2 separate regions of the Pan troglodytes genome follow, and region 2 is linked to region 1. A link is a contact called in public HiChIP or PLAC-seq data. All regions are on one chromosome and are shown on one strand. Each heading gives the region's core, a stretch centred on a gene start, on an enhancer-like site or on the middle of the called end of the contact. The rest is flanking DNA. Distances are from core to core; before and after follow the strand shown. Region 1 holds the start of ITGB3BP (integrin subunit beta 3 binding protein). Region 2 holds the start of ALG6 (ALG6 alpha-1,3-glucosyltransferase).

Region 1 (3,722 bases), core at 885-3,384:
TAAAAATGAATCCACCTTCATATGTAACTTGCCAAGATAACTATTTGCACCACTCATTTATGACCTCACCAGTAACCACATTAAAAAAAAAAAACACTTAATTTACTAACAATGATGGAGATTCTCTACTAACATGCCATTATGTTTTATGCATTACTTAACTGTTGATTTAGTCTTAAATCACTTTGCTAAAACTTAGAAAATTAGCAAAGTAATTGCTAGTTTCACATATATATTAGCTATATATGTGAGATGTTAACCTCAACTTTAAGGTTGTGTATTTATTACCAGAATATACTTATCTAAAAGCCTAATATAACATCTTGTGTGCGTATGTTAGGAAGACAGTTGTCAAAAAGGTCCACTTTTAGGCCTGACACAGTGGCTAACTCCTATAGTCCCAGCACATTGGGAGGCTGAGGTGGAAGGATCACTTAAGCCCAGGACTTCAAGACCAGGCTGGGCAACACAGGGAGACACTGTCTTTACAAAATAAAAAAATTAGGCATGGTGGCGTGTGGGAGCCCAGGAGGTAGAGGCTGCAGTGAGCTGTGATCACAGCACTGCACTCCAGCCTGGGCAACAGAGCCAGACTCTGCCTCAAAAAAAGAAAAAAAAAGTTCCACTTTTCATAGTTTTTTGGTTCCCCACTCCTATACACAGATACACACAGTTCAGGAGGTATTACCACTTGTTTGGCAAATACACCTCTGTTTTCACTGTATTCTTAGGGATTCTGTGTGTGTGATTGTGTGACATTATCTTTGCAGCTTTGTTTATTTGAGAACTGGATGATTTTTCTAATGCAAGAGTAGGGAGACAAATCTCTTTGCTTAATTCTGGGGAAAGGAAAACCTCCTCAATAATCCATAACTTTTAAGGGCATCAGTAAAACATGCATTTATTGGCAGCTGTGTTGAACACCCTATTAGGTGATGGGTTTCTTTATCTGTAAAGATAATAGCAGCCCCCATCCCCTAAAGTATTTTAGGATTCAATGAAAAAACGTAGATAAATTGATTAACACAGCACCCACATTGTAATTCAAGATTCAATAAATATAGGTTATCATTTCTGTACAGCTTTCCCCTTTCATGTCAATTCCTATTTGATACAAAAATTTCCCCAGCTGTGTTACTTTGCATTTTACTTAATCCTGAAATAAACTAAGGAACAGGTTACACTAGAGGGGGTACCTAAATCAACCTGAGGACAAGGACGGCCAAGGAGAAATTACAGGTGTTTGATATCCACCCCACTCCCCCAACCTTTAATGGCTTTTTTAAGTTTCTATAGGGTAGCAACTATTTTATGCATCTCAATATAGGATGGATGAAGGATATGAAAAACAGATGAATATTATCTAGCACAATGCCTATTCCCACTATGGTCATTCTCAATAATCAGATTATTGGTCATAGATGGGAATTTAGAGATCATGCAGTACAAACTTATTTGTGTAAGTAAAAAAAACGAAGCTCAGGGTCGATAAGTGACTTGCCCAACAGTGAAAGAGTCTTATCTGGTATCCAGGTATCTAGACCCACTCAGTCCATGAGTTCTCCCACGGGTTTACACGAACGCGCCACATTAATGAAGGCAAGGGACTGACAAACTACGAAGGCGTGTTTTTATCTACTCTGTCCCATCCTGTGTGTCAACCTTATTTATGTTATTTCAAGTTAGACATCACCTAAATACAGCCCACAGTTTACGAAATCTGTCAAAAGCATCGTAGAAACAGAAAGCGAAGGAGGACTATCGTATGAGTACCTCTGGAGGAGACGTAGAGTTGAGGGTACCAAGCGAAGAGAACTGTCTGTGGACAGAGGAGACAAGCTCATACTCCGAAAAAATAGGAAAACGAGAAAGGCTATTGGGCCACATAATGTCTTCTCTTCTTGCAGAGGGCCCCCAAAACAGCAATACCTGGGGAGGAGATACCTACGGCATTCTGAGATTCGGGAAAGCACCACTGCCGCTGAATAAAATGAACCCAGCAACTTCCGAAAACAGAAAATCCGCCAAAGGAAACGCCAAGGCATGAAAAGCGCGCGCTGGACGTTGCGTCAAGCCCACCGCGGCCGGGCGGAAACATCCTCCCCGCGACGAAAGATCCGGGTGTGCGCGAGCAAAGGAGCGGGCGGGGAGTCTAGGCCCAGGACAGCACCTATTTCCTGCTGGTGTAACAGAGCACCTTCTCTCACTACTCTGGCCATACCACCCCCGCGATAGAGGAGCAACACAGCTGTCTCTGTGCGCTCTGGATCAGCGCTTCCTAGATTTCTAGCCGGATCGTTTGGAGAAGGGCTCTGCATCTTATTTCCGGTGGCGGTGAGGTGCAGTTGCCATGGTGATTAGAGAAAGGCCGAGATCTGCCCAGCTGCGGTGAGAGGAACGCTGAATCGCCGAAGAGAATTGGCTGCGCTTCCTTGTTTGTGAGCTAGAATTAGGTAGCAAACAGCTCGCTGTCTCTGTCTCTTCGCTCCCTCTGTCCCTCTCTGTGCAGCTGCTTCTCCTTCCTCTGCTTTGTCTACTTCTCTGTCATAAACATTTGGTCCATGTATGTACCTAAAATGTACATGTAAATGCGGTTTTATTTCCAGAGGAATACAAAAATAGAGAGATGGTGCCCGAGATTACCTGTGACGGTATTTCACTGTGTAGGGACGGTGACTGGATGGCTTTCTGTTTTCACTTGGCCCTGTAGAAGCCTTAGGCGCTTGTTAACAGTTTATTTTTCTTGCTATTGTGTGGCTGGTTATTTATGGAGCCGTTTGCTGCAATGTACTCTCTAGGCCCCTGTCTCAGTCTCGGGCCGGAGTTTTAAGGAAGGGAGGTTTCCAAGCCTGCGGGGGGTGCAATTATATGTTTATTTAAGCTTTAGTTTGGTTTCTCGTCACAGAAAGGAAAAGAATAAAATTCTGGCACATTTCTGCCTTGGGATTTCCATGTGAGGGAGTTGCCTTGTTTGGAAAGAATATTTGAGGACGATCCTAAAATATACTTATATTTTAAAATTGCTTATTGCAAAGTGAAATTCATTCTCCCTTACTTCTTGAAACAGTTTTCTTTCACATTTGTGAGGAGATGCATGCACACATATGTGTTTAGAACTCTGATGCTTAATTATAGTATTACCAATTTGCAGTAACCAGACTGTGACACCACATCCCTGTGGGGTCCTTCTAAATCTGGTGTAATATGAAAGTGTCAGGCAGGCGGCCTGCGTATTATAAATAGGGTACTTCATCCATGATAAGCAATTATTATCTTTCTTTCCCAAGTGTAAATGATCTATATAATTCGAAAAGGTGCAAGTGATTTAGGCCTCCTGAGTAGGAATGCAATGAGTCCTGAAGGGGACCCTACCTGTGTCATCTTATTATTGAACTTGAAATATTCAATTTATTAGGTTGGAGATCTATTTTTAGAAGTCAAAGCTGGGTAGAGTAATATTGGAAGCTGTTAGACCACCAGTAGAATCTAATACCCCATAGTAACCATTGTTCAGTACTATATCCACATTAACAAAGAAGAAACTGTTCGTGAAATACTGCTAGCTGGGTGACATCGCTACCCCTCAATTTCCTCATCTGTAAAACGGACAAAAAAATACCTGACCACTGTAATAGGGATAAGACAAGATGTATGACAGTTCTTTAAGCTCTTATGTACAGAGGTGCTATATAAACCCCAAATATTGTTATAAATAAAGGAAC
Region 2 (3,722 bases), core at 899-3,398, 160 kb before region 1:
TCTCTCTATACTGTCTCCATCATTGTTCAGCAAATGAAACACTTTCATCTCTCTATCTTCACCCCAACTTCTTTCCTGGGCTCTGATTCATAACTGACACCTGAGTATTACAACTTTCTTGTCTTTATGTTACCGTGAACTCAATACAATGCACCATCTTTCCCTCCAAGCCAGATTATTCTCCAGGCTTCCCAAGATCTATCACTTCTTGGGAACTGTAATGCACACTTGAAACCTTGGGAGCCATCCTTGATTCTTCCCTCTCCTTTGTTTCACTTGTACATATCTAGTATGCTATTAAGACCTGTACACGAGGCCAGGTGCAGCAGCTCACGCCTGTAATCCCAGCACTTTGGGAGGCCGAGGCAGGCAGATCACCTGAGGTCAGGAGTTCGAGACTAGCCTGACCAACACAGAGAAACCCTATGTCTACTAAACATACAAAATTAGCCAGGTGTGGTGGTGCATGCCTGTAATCCCAGCTACTCGGGAGGCTGAGGCAGGAGAATCGCTTGAACCCGGGAGGTGGAGGTTGTGGTGAGCCAAGATCGCGCCATCGCTCCCCAGCCTGGGCAACAAGAGAAGAAGAGCGAAACTGCGTCTCAGAAAAAAAAAAAAAAAAAAGACCTGTACATGTTTCTTCTTGCATTGATCTCTCCCTTTGCAGTTCCACTATTGCCATCTCAGTCCAAGCCCTTGTCTAATCATGCATGGACTGCTATAGTCTCCCTCTGATTCATCTGATCCATTTTCACCACTTTAAGTTTTCTCTAACACTGTAACTGTACTGTATACTTGACTCCCTGCTAAAAGTCATTTAATAGCCCCTTACTGATCACTGGATACATTCCAGACACCATAGCCTGGTATTCAAGGCTCTCTACAATTACCAGTCCTTTCCAGCTTCATCACCCACCACCTAAACTAGAGGAAATGTTCTACACTTTTCAGCTGCCACAATATTTGGCTTGAACCATTTCCTTTGTCTAGATTCTTACTCTCATTCTCTGGGCTTATCCAGCCAGGCTTTCCTTCAAAGCTCAGCTGACTCCTCCAGGAAAAGCATTTCCTGATGGTTTGCAGTTTACAGTGAACCCTCTTCTCCTAACTCCTACAGTGCTTAGTGCATATGTAAGTAATGTAACATTTAGTATGTGTTTCCTTCTATAGCTTTTTATCCTTTTAGGCATAAAAATGTCTTTCCAATGAGAATTAAATGCCTTGAGGGCAGGGACCTGCCATATTTCTCCATATTCCCAGTGCTGATGGTCTTTTAGATATAATCATATTTTAGACCTGGAAGTTCACCTAGCCCTACTGATTCCTTTCACAGTTGAAGAAACTGAGGCCCAGAGAGAAGTTATTCAGACTCAGTAGAAAGCCATAGTCCTAGCCAAATATTTGCTAACACTTACAAATTATAGGGGTTGGCTTACGTAGAATGGCAAGATTCAGAAGTGGGGAATGAGGGCACTCTCTGAACAAAGGAAGGCAAGTAAAAATCATCACAGCCGTCCATGCGTGATTGGACAGAAGCCTAGACTGAGATGGAAATAGTGGAACTGGAAAGGAAGGGATCAATGCAAAAGGAAAAGTGTGCAGGTCTTACTAACTTACTAGATAGGTATTTTTGGCAAGTTTGGGACCAGGTGATTCAAGCTGCCCGCTGGGGCACGTGTAGTGGCTACTCGAGGGCAGGGCTGTCCTTTTGCACAACGCACAGGCTCTCACAAATGGTTGGATGTTCAATGTTTCTTACTTTAGGGGGCTGCCCAGTCTTCTTCTTCGCAGGCATGTGGCTGGAAGAAAGTGAAGCAGGTTGGCTTTCTGGCTCCTCGAGGGCACAGGCCCAGAGGAAGCCCTACTGCCCGGTGGTGAGGACCGGCCAAGGCTCTCTGCTCAGTGCAGCAAGCCAGGGCCCGCCCCTGACAGGAATCCGTTGGCTAAGCAGCCGCTCCGGCCTTGGCCACGATCCCAGGAAAGAAGAGCAAGGGGCTTTCCATCTGCCCCTAGCCTAACCCGGGGCTGGGAACCTCTCGGGTTCCATCGGCTCTTGCCCCGCCTCCTAAGCCGGCCGCCTCCTGTCCAGGCCAGGTTGCCCGCCCCTCCCCTCACGCTCGACGGGCTCGCTCCCGCACCGGGCGCGCGGGTGGTGCGCGGGCACACGGAGGCGGAAGGCCAGAGGGGCAGTCCGCCGCGGGGGCGAGCGCGCATGCGCCTTCCTGGGACCCACGGCAGGCGCGAATCCCAGCGGCCGGCGGGCGGCGGGGTAAGAGCATGGGATCCCGGGGGTTCCGGACCCCAGGCCAGTGTGGGGAGGTGCCGGGGGCTTGGACGCGCCACGAGGCGGCGCAGAGCTGGCGACCCGTCTCCCAGCTCCGCTCCACTCCCAGGGACGCGACACGAGGCCTCCCCAGCCCTTCCTGCAGGGTCGCTTGTGGGTCGGGTGAGGGGACGCGGTGATAGTGGTGGCACTTGCAGGCTGGGGCGGTCCTGGCACCCTTGTCCTTGCGGTTCTGAGGGCCTGGCCCTCAAGAGGAGGGGCGGAGAAACGCGAGAAGAGATCCCTTTCGCCCCATATACACGCCCGGGATAGCTGCACTCCCCGGTGTTGTGTCCACTGCGGTGGAAGGACCTTTCAGACTAAAAGGAGCAAAGTCGGCTCTGGGATGGGGACGGCGGGCTTGGCATTTGTCGAGATGCACCGTCAGGGCAAAGGAGGACGAAAAGCGCATCTACTGCCTGCCTAGCAACTTCGTGGCCAGTGGATGGGTTAGAAAATTACTGTTTTCTGATTTACAGGTGGAAAAAGTCGCAAATAACCCTTTTTCTGGTTTAAGCAGAAGAGAGTCGTTAAAAGCCTCGCATAATATCTTTAACCACACAGGGCTCAGTAAAATTAGGGTACCTCCCCGCTTCGTACACACAGACGCACACAGCTCCATTCAGCAAATACTTCTTGGGTACCTGCCTTCTGCTAACACTGTTCTACAAGTGGGGAACAGAGAGCAACGACTAAGACAGGAGGATCCCTGCTCACAGGGAGCCTTTAGTCAACACATCCAAGTAATTTCCTTTTACACTTTTTTTTTTTTAATTGAGACAGAGTCTTGCTCTGTCGCCCAGGCTGGAGTGCAGTGGCACGATCTCGGCTCACTGCAACCTCTGCCTCCCGGGTTCGAGCGATTTTCCTGCCTCAGCCTCACGAGTAGCTGGGATTACAGGAACGCACCACCACGCCCAGCTAATTTTTGTATTTTTAGTAGAGATGGGGTTTCACCATGTTGACCAGGCTGGTCTCGAACTCCTGACCTCAGGTGATCCACCTGCCTCGGCCTCCCAAAGTGCTGGGATTACAGGGGTGAACCACTGCGCCCAGCCCCTTTTATGCTTTTTAAATTGGAATATACCATATAGAAAAATACTGTACGCAAATTATAAGTTGTAACTTGTTAATTTATCCTAAAGTCAACACATTTCCTAACCACTACTCAAATCAAGAAGCAAGATTCACAGCATTTCAGAACACCTCTGGGCACCCCTCCCAACCACCATCCCTTCTTTCCTCCCCAAAGGTAACCTCTTTCCTGATTTTTAACACCATAGATTAGTTTTGCCTATTTATGAACCTTTCATGGAACCATATGATATGTATTCTTTGGTGTCCAGCATTTATACTGAAAATTATGTGTGTGAGATTGCACCATGTCATGTGAAAATAC

Evidence for each region. HiChIP or PLAC-seq counts read pairs in DNA pulled down with a chosen protein or histone mark.
Region 2: a contact with region 1 is called in an H3K4me3 HiChIP or PLAC-seq map of stem cell-derived excitatory neurons, with 2.2 times the contacts expected there. The contact joins the promoter of ALG6 here to the promoter of ITGB3BP in region 1. A contact is called at or near these places in 1 of 7 Hi-C or Micro-C datasets (stem cell-derived neural progenitor cells) and 1 of 1 datasets of contacts at active chromatin or transcription factors (stem cell-derived excitatory neurons).

What each region holds. Positions count from the first base shown.
Region 1 is chr1:167,465,779-167,469,500 of NHGRI_mPanTro3-v2.0_pri, reverse strand. ITGB3BP (integrin subunit beta 3 binding protein) reads right to left here and starts at 2,134. Exons shown (of 10, transcript XM_063801208.1): 1 at 1,774-2,134. The coding sequence starts at 2,045. It overlaps EFCAB7 (EF-hand calcium binding domain 7), which reads left to right and starts at 2,138. Exons shown (of 14, transcript XM_063801147.1): 1 at 2,138-2,453.
Region 2 is chr1:167,621,000-167,624,721 of NHGRI_mPanTro3-v2.0_pri, reverse strand. ALG6 (ALG6 alpha-1,3-glucosyltransferase) reads left to right here and starts at 2,148. Exons shown (of 15, transcript XM_016919768.3): 1 at 2,148-2,269.